Linked DNA regions of Sus scrofa: region 1 is linked to region 2. Evidence: chromatin contacts called from public HiChIP or PLAC-seq data. All regions are on one chromosome and are shown on one strand. Each heading gives the region's core, a stretch centred on a gene start, on an enhancer-like site or on the middle of the called end of the contact. The rest is flanking DNA. Distances are from core to core; before and after follow the strand shown. Region 1 overlaps PSMB7 (proteasome subunit beta 7). Region 2 has its middle 84 kb from the start of NEK6.

The links. HiChIP or PLAC-seq counts read pairs in DNA pulled down with a chosen protein or histone mark.
Region 1: a contact with region 2 is called in an H3K27ac HiChIP or PLAC-seq map of alveolar macrophages. The contact joins two enhancer-like sites. A contact is called at or near these places in 4 of 47 Hi-C or Micro-C datasets (blood, embryonic fibroblasts, liver and 1 more) and 1 of 2 datasets of contacts at active chromatin or transcription factors (alveolar macrophages).

The regions. Positions count from the first base shown.
Region 1 is chr1:265,190,070-265,194,187 of Sscrofa11.1, reverse strand. The region is part of intron 6 of PSMB7 (proteasome subunit beta 7); the gene reads left to right. Among named protein-coding and RNA genes, the nearest start is that of PSMB7, 43 kb to the left of the region's middle. Within about 2 kb of position 2,352, at least 1 of the 83 cell types and tissues checked has an H3K27ac peak or open chromatin away from gene starts, as enhancers often do. A contact at or near this core is called in alveolar macrophages, where this site is marked.
Region 2 is chr1:264,992,809-264,996,976 of Sscrofa11.1, reverse strand. No RefSeq gene overlaps it. Among named protein-coding and RNA genes, the nearest start is that of NEK6, 84 kb to the left of the region's middle. Within about 2 kb of position 1,391, at least 14 of the 83 cell types and tissues checked have an H3K27ac peak or open chromatin away from gene starts, as enhancers often do. A contact at or near this core is called in alveolar macrophages, where this site is marked.

The DNA.
Region 1 (4,118 bases), core at 1,103-3,602, 200 kb before region 2:
GTAGGAAAAGCCTATGGAACACATAGCACAGGCTGCAGAAGTATTTGCCTTTTTGCCATGGGGAGAAGATAGTGAAAACACAGTAATCATGATAGCTGATGCTTTTTGAGTGCTTACACCATGCCAAGCTCGGTTCTAATAGCTTTCTCTGCATTATCTCGTTGACTTTTCAACAGTCATGTGGAGTCTGTACTTTGTTATTCTCATTTTTGTAGAGAAGAAAAACAGGGTGTAGGGAGGTCAAATGTCTGGCCTGAGGTCACACAGGCAGGTAGTGCCGGAATCAAGGGTTGAGCCCTGGTCAGTCTGGCCCTCGGATGTGATCAGTCATGATGCCGTCCTGCCTCTTTGGTAGGCCTGTGATTCTTTGTCAACAGAGTGGGGAAGACATCTTATTCCAGGTAAGCGGAGGGGTGGGCTGTTTGGGCTCTTCCTTTCCTCTGATGAGGTCTTGTGAAGATGGCAGGAAGCCAGACAAATGTCAGAGGAGGTGTGTAAGTAAACCTCTTAGGTGAGCTCAGGGATTGGAAGGAACCCAGGAATAGAAAGATGCAAGGGAGGTAGAAATACAGAAATATTGGGAATAGAAGTAAGTCATTTGGCTATGGAAAAATTTTTTTCCTCTCTTTGAATTCATCAGAATTTTTCATATTTTAATTGTCCTCCACCTCAGATATCCTGTGATTGTTTTTTCCCCCAAAGTTTCAGATATTTACAGGAGAGCTGTTTTTCTCTAGCTGATGTTCAGGTAGCATAGTCTTCAGATTTAGTGATGAGAGCGAGAAGTCTTTAAATGTTGGTGAATGGCATTTGTCCATTTGAGGCAAAGCATGAATAACTTGAACAAAAAAATACAAAAAATGAGCAAGACTATATCATATTTGAATAATGAGGTGCTCTTTTTTTCCCCAACTGCCAAAACTTTTTAATCTTCGTCAACAATTGTTCTGTCCTCCGTCTTATTTAGGTTGCATCTGTGCGACTCTGAGCTCAGGAGCCCTGACAAGCGGCATATGAATTCTGTATTCATTAGTGATCTTGATCCAAATGCCTCTGTCCCTGCCACGGGGGCTCAGGTGTGGAAGCTGCTGGCTAATCCCACCAGCTGACATTCAGAGGTTTAATGACTCCATGGGAAGGTGACCACTCGCTGGGAGGTTTGCTGGCGGAACCCACACAGCAGACAATGGAGATCAAGGAAGACTATCAGTGTTTAGCCAAAGCGCCTTCCTGTGCGACTCGAATCCTGTTGGCATCAAACAGAGTTTTAAGTAAATGCAAAATTAAAAAAAAAAAAAAGAAACTGACCCTCAATAGCGGTCATAAACAATAGTTTTCTTGTCTGTATTGATATTGATGGTGTTTAAGACTGTTTTTCTAGTAGCACTTTTAGTAGGTGTCAGCTTAATAAGCCGAACTTGACTTTTCTAGATTTTTAGATTTTAAGGTTATGTTTGTCTGGGTGCTACACCTGTTTAGGTATCTTCTATGTCTGGGGAAGAATATATATACTTAAAGCCAAAATTCTTCCTTAGGAAATGCTCCTGAGAATCCATGCTGACATTTTTGCTCCTAGTGATAGCTTTTAAAAAATTACTGTGAGAATGTGAATTCTTTGGACTGGTGACATGTCACTAGATGTTTGGACTTTTTTTAAGGTCGTCTTGTCTGAGAGTGTTGATGCCTCATTCATTTATTTATTTTTGGCCACACCTGCGGTGTGTGAAAGTTCCCCAGGCCAGGGGTTGAACCTGCGCCACAGCAGTGACAACACTGGGTCGTTAACCTGCTGAGTCCCCGGAGGACTCTGGGTGCCTTATTATTTTAATAACAGTGAATAATATTCATTGAGCTGTAGTTTACATGCATACAGCCTACCTCAGCATTTGGTATGTTCACAGAGTGGTACAGCTCTCACCGTGATCAACCACCCTCAAAAGAAACTCCATGTTCCTCCCCTCCCCCTTTACTCTCAACCCTCCCGGCCGCCAGTAACAACTACTTTACTTTCTGTCTCTGCAGCCTTGCATATTCTGGACATTCCTATAATAGGAATCGTGTAATATGTCGTTTATGACTGGCTTCTTTAACTTATGGTATTTTCATAACTTTTCATCCTTGGAGTAGCATGTACCGGTGCTACATCCTAATTTTTGTGATGGAATAGTATTCCATTGTATGGGTGTATCTCATTTTATTTACCCATTCATTAGTTAGTGGACTTTTGGGTTGTTTTCACTTTCGGGCTGTGGTAAATAGTGCTGCTGCGAACATTTGTGTGAAAGTTTTTGTGTGGACATATATTGTCATTTCTTCTTTGTGTACCTAGGAGTAGAATTGCTGAGCCATGTAGTAACTCTGTGATTAATCTTTTGAGGAACTGTCAGACTGGTTTACAAAGTGGCTTGGTTACTAGCAAGTGTATAAAGATTTTAGTTTCTGCACACCCTTGCCAACATTTATTGTTTGGCCTTTTGATTATAGCTATCCCAGTAGGTGTGAGTTGGTGTCTAGTCATGGTTTTGATGGATTCCTTATTGATTAAGAACTAATGCAAGTGTGGAAATTGTTTATTTTATTTTATTTTTTGGTTTTTAGGGCCGCACCCACGGCATATGGAGTTTTCCAGGCTAGGGGTCTAATTGGAACTGTTGCTGCCAGCCTACGTGAAAGTCACAGCAACGCCAGATCCGAGCTGCATCTGGGACCTACACCACAGCTCACAGCAACGCCGGATCCTTAACCCACTGAGCAGGAGGCCAGGGATTGAATCTGCAACCTCATGGTTCCTAGTCGGATTCATTTCCGCTGATTCATTTCCGCTGCGCCATGACGGGAACTCGTGGAAATGTTTAGATGTAACTGTTGCAATATACTTGACACACTTCTTTCTGGATTGGATTTGAGCAGTAGTTGGGACAGTTGTGTATTTAACTAGTGAAAGGTTGCTTTTAGAGCCTCTCCCTCAGGCTGTTTCTGTCATTTGCTTTTGGTCACAATTCCTGCTTGCTGGCTTTCCTTGAAGACCTGAAGCATTAGACATAGTAAATTGTGTCTTTATTATTGGATCAGCAAATGTATTAATTTCCCCTAATAATTTTCTCTTGTATTTAACATTAAAAAAATGTAGTTTCTGGGAGTTCCTGTTGTGGCACATCGGAAACAAATCCAACCAGTATCCATGAGGATGTGGGTTTGAACCCCGGTCCTTCTTGGTGGGTTGGGGATCTGGTGTTGCTGTGAGCTATGGGTGTAGGTCGAAGATGCGGCTCGGATCCTGTGTTGCTGTGGTGTAGGCTGGCAGCTGCAGCTCTGATTCGACCCTTCGCCTAGGAATTTCCGTATGTTGTAGGTGTGGCCCTTAAAAAAAAAAAAGTTTTTAGAGATGTCAGAAATCCAAGATATAAATTCTGGGGCCCTATATAGAATTATCCCTAGTAGTGATTTCCAGCGGAGTTAAAGAATTATTTTAGGAAGGAGTAGATGTTGAAGTTGGCCTTATGGTTCAGAAAGTGATTTGAAGAATTACCCTTCAACCTTTTTTAGGTGGTAAGACACTGTTGGTGGTTTAAAGCTTCTCACCAGTGTCAGATATTTTGAGTTGTCCCCCTTTTAAAAAGTGAGTTTCTTCTCCTGAATTTGAACCCACTGGTGGGCCAGCTTTGGAGAGGCAGAAAAGCACTGCTTGAGTTAAGGTTCCTCCCCTGGATCTCCTTGCTCATTTTCGTTTTGTGGTGTTTTGTAAGGGCAAGACTTCGCTCCCTGCCGTATAGTTTGGAACTTCGCAGGTACATAATTGCTTCTCTCCCTTTGATTTTCATGGATTCCTTAGTCTTCCTTGATTTAGAAATGGCCACTTGGGGCCAGGCCTCTGGAATTCAAGAATCAACAAATCTTAGGAAAGTGACCCTGTGTAAATTTGAAGGTCTTTGTTTCTAATTCTTTGAGGAGTAGTGAAAAAATTGCAGATGGTATACTGCCATAGGTATTGACTTTGAGAAATCATTGTTGTTGATTTTTCAACCAAAAATATTTCTGTGCAAAAATTTTTCCAGGTCATCTACCCTGCTCTGTATACAGTGAATTTTCATTTTCTTATATGATCAATACTGTGTAAT
Region 2 (4,168 bases), core at 142-2,641:
CTCATCCATAAGTAGCGACAATAACTTCTTATTCGAGGGGTGGGTAGAGGGTTCGATGAAATAATGAGGTACAGAGGAAGGCCAAAGACCTAGATCAGAATAAGACCTTGAAAATCTTCCTTTCTCTTTTTCCTTCCCCTAGAACAACAGAAAAACAGCTCACGTGTGAGGATGGCATACGTTGAAAAAGAGGACCTAGGTTTTCAGCCGCCTCCTCACTGTGTACCCCTGAGGTTTGTTCCGTGGACCTCAGCTTTCTCATCTGTAAAATGGGACTCCTGAACCCGCAGATCAACTTGAGGAGCTTCTGGCTCTGGTGGCCTGGGCTTCTCTGGCTGGGGAGGGAGGGTGACAGAACAGGAAATCCTGAAACTGGTGGGGTAAGCATGGGGCAGCAATGGGTCACCACAGGCTGTGAGGACAGGACACCACAAAACGGGAGAAGCTGGTTACGCCTGCAAAGTGCTTCTTTCTAACCATTGCGAGATGACAGGCTTCGTTGTAATGCTGCTCCTCCACGGAGTTTTGGGAGAAGAGCTCCAAGATCTCCAGCTGAGGGGGTGGCCAGGCACCCCGTCTGGTGAGCTCTACTGTCTCCAGACCTCCTGGCCCCTGAGTGGCAGGAACGACTTGGGCTGGTGCAGAAACCTTAAGAGACTGCGCCCCCTGGTGGCCGGACTCTGTCATTGCAGTGTAGGGCTCCGAGCCCGGAAAGGTGACACCCGCGGACCAGTGATTTGGTCTCAGCGGGCAAATTTCTTTCCAAGTGGACACTAGGAGCAGGGCTTGGAAAGAGGGTGACTCAAGTTGGGGCAAGCCCATAGGGTGGAAGGCTGGTAAGGACCCTCCACTAACCTCTTCACAAAGTTTGCTGAGCACCTACTGTGTGCCAGGCAGTATGCTGGGCTTTCCAGCCCAGGGTGGGAGATGAAGGCCTTGCTCTGTGAGGAGCTCACAGCTCAGTGGGCTGAGGACCTACTGTGTGCCCGGTTCTTACTTCCTGGAAGCCTCACACCACCTGGGAGGTGAGAGTGATGGTTCCCATTTTACAGGTGTGGAAGCTGAGACCGCACAGCTCCAAGAGGCACAGCTGGGATTCATTCTTCGGTCTGGAGGATCCCAAATTTGCCCATCACGAGAGGTTTGTATTGTAGGAAGAGCCAGGCGCTTCCTGGCAAGCAGCTCATCCCAGGTAGCCTCCTTTGGGAACTGGGGCCTGTGAGGTGCCTGTGGGTTCAACAAGGGCGGGAGCGTCCTGAGGCCCAAGCCCTGGGCCAATGGCACCTCCTTCCACAGTGGGGGATGCTCCCCCCACCTCCAGGCGTCCTGGAGGCCGGGCATTGTTCTCATTGTCTCGGCCCTCTCTTTGTCTCCGGAACATCCGGGGTTGGCTCCTCCCCTGGCGGCAGAGATGGGGGCCAGCTGCCTGGAGAGTCGGCCGCACGGCTGCTGCCGCTCATTAGAGCCCTCGCAAATGCCTCTCTCTCCTCTCTCTGGGGACTCCCCACCCCATGGTCTGAGTTTGACATGAATCTAAAAATAGCTGCTGTTTTGTTCCTTTGTTGGAGGGGAGGGGCTGGCAGAGGGGCTCCAGCTCCCCTTAATGACCTGCCCACAAAGAACAAAGCCTTTTCTCTGCATTTGCTTCGCTTCCTCAGCGCCCTGGCTTCCTCGGCTCATGGAGAAGAAGGCTGAATGGTGGTCCTACTGGCGGGAGGAAGGGCCTGGACTGCGGCAGCGCCCAGGGTGTCAGGAGGCCTGTGGGCGGGGCTCCGAGGGGGGAGGGGTCTGCCTGTGTCCAAGTGACAGTGTGTGTGATGTCACGCCACATGGCGCAACTGATGGAGTATAGGACTGCAAAGCACTGAATGTCACCGAGCTGGGGGACACTGCGTGCCTGGGCGGGGATGACACCAGGGAGAAATGTTGCCTGTTTGTAGCCTCTCCACACACAGGTGACAAATAGTTGGTGTGTGTTGGTTTGACATGGTGTGATGGGGCTGACTGCAGGTGACACCATGACTCTGTAGTGCTGATAACGGAGGTGGGGCTAACTGTGCAGGTGACATTGCAAGTAGCATTGGGAGAAAAACTGGTCCAGAGGTAGACGTACCACACTCCTGCTGAGGCCTGTCCAGGAGAGTGGGACCTGGGGGTGATCAGGAGGGTTCCAGCTTCATCTGTAATGTTTGGGTTCCTTTCTCACGGGAGAACGTATGCCTGTATGACTGTGTAATTTTAAGAAGATGTGAAGCAGATGTGTGTGACAAAAAAGTTATTTGTTGTTCATCTAGTGGTGTGATTATGAGTGATTATTCTTTTGGTTGTCTGAATTTTAATCTCTCTAAATCATTTAAAGCAATACACGCTCATGATGGAGTTTGCAAGTCACAAAAGTTGACTTCCTGTCGGACTTTGCGGTGTGCTTTACGTGGATTATCTCATGGAATATTTACCACAATCCTAGGAAGGAGGCACCCTTAGCATCTCCCATTATAGAGATGGATGAACTGAAGCTCAGAGGCCCATGGCAGGTCTGCCAACTCTCACCTCAACGTCCACACCACATGGGATTTCAGGAAAGCTCAGAATATCCCTCTGCTGGACAACCCTGCCACTGAGGGGATGAGGGCTGCGTCCCATGTACTAGTGACTTCTGCCACATGATATATCAGCCCCAAATGTAATGGCTTAAAACAACAGTAATCTTTCTCATGGTTTCTCTGAGTTGGGGATTTGAGCCTGCAACTTCAGGAAGATGTTGGAAGGCTGTAGAATTCAACTTCCAGGTTGGCTGACTCACATTTCTAACAAGCTGGTGAGGGCTGAGTCACTGTCTGTGGGTGCCTCTCCTCAGGGCAGCTTGAGCTTCCTCACAGCATGGCGACTGGGAACCAAGCATGAGCATCCCAGGAGAAGAGGGCAGAAGCTGTATCATCTCTGAACACTTGGTCTCGAAGTCACATAACATCACTTCTGCAGTATTCTCTTGGCCATGGGATCAGGTCTGATTCAGTGCAGAGGAGGACTGCCAGGAACTATGCAGGATCTGAGATTTTACCCTACTTACAAGCTAAGAAGTTAACCTGCCCCCACATCTTGGATGATGTGAGACTCCTGGGTCAGACACAGAGGGCAATTAATTTATCATGCACAACAATAACAGTAGCCACAGAATCAGCATTTTTTTCCCATCCAGTCCCTGGTTCTCACAGACGAATATGACAAAGTCTAGAAATCACCTGCATGCACAGCGGGTTGTATTGTAGGAGAGGACTTTGAGCTTAAGGAGCCTACATCTTCTAGAATGGGCAGTAGCATGGCTGCCCTGTCCTTGGCCACAGGGGGAAACATTTCTTCCTCTATCTCTCTTTCAAGAAAGTTTTCCACACAAACATCCTTGACAAGAGAACCCAGAACAAATGACAGTGTCTTGCTTGCAAGTCATACCAAAATGTGAGAGTTCTGTCTTAGTTTGGGCTGCTGCAACACGATACCATAGACTGAGAAGCTTAAATAACAGAATTTTATTTCTCACAGTTCCAGAGACTAGAGAGTACATGGTTAGGGTGCCAGACAATTTGGTTCCTTGTGAAAGCTGTCTTAACTTGTAGATGACTGCCTTCTCACTGTGTCCTCACATGGCAGAGAGAGAGAGAGAAAGAGAGCCAGAGACAGAGAGACCATTTGTGGTATTTCTTTCTGAAATACTTGACCATATATCTAGCCCATTTTACTATTGGATTGTTGTTATTTTCTTATTTGTTTGCAGGAACTCTTTATATATTGTAGATATTACTCTTTGTAATATTCCCAGTCCTTACAAGTATTCTTTGTACTTATTCCCAGTCAATTTTTTTGTCTTTTAAATTTCTTGGATTCCTTTCACTGCACAAAATGTTTTTGTAGAGTTGGATCTGTTGATCATTTTCTTTATAACTTTTGGGTTTCATGTTTTTCCTGCACAAGCCCTTTATGGAATAAAGATATTAACCCTTTCAGTAAGAATGGGTCTTGTTCTCTGAACATTGTCTGATGTTGCATCTGATTTGAGGTCCTGAGATGGCAGTCGAAGGAATCACCTCCCTCCCAGGCTGGAATGGGTGAGGGGTCATCCCAGAGGGTAGTAAAGGAGGCAGTGAGGGCCCCCAGTGATGATTGTTGAGAA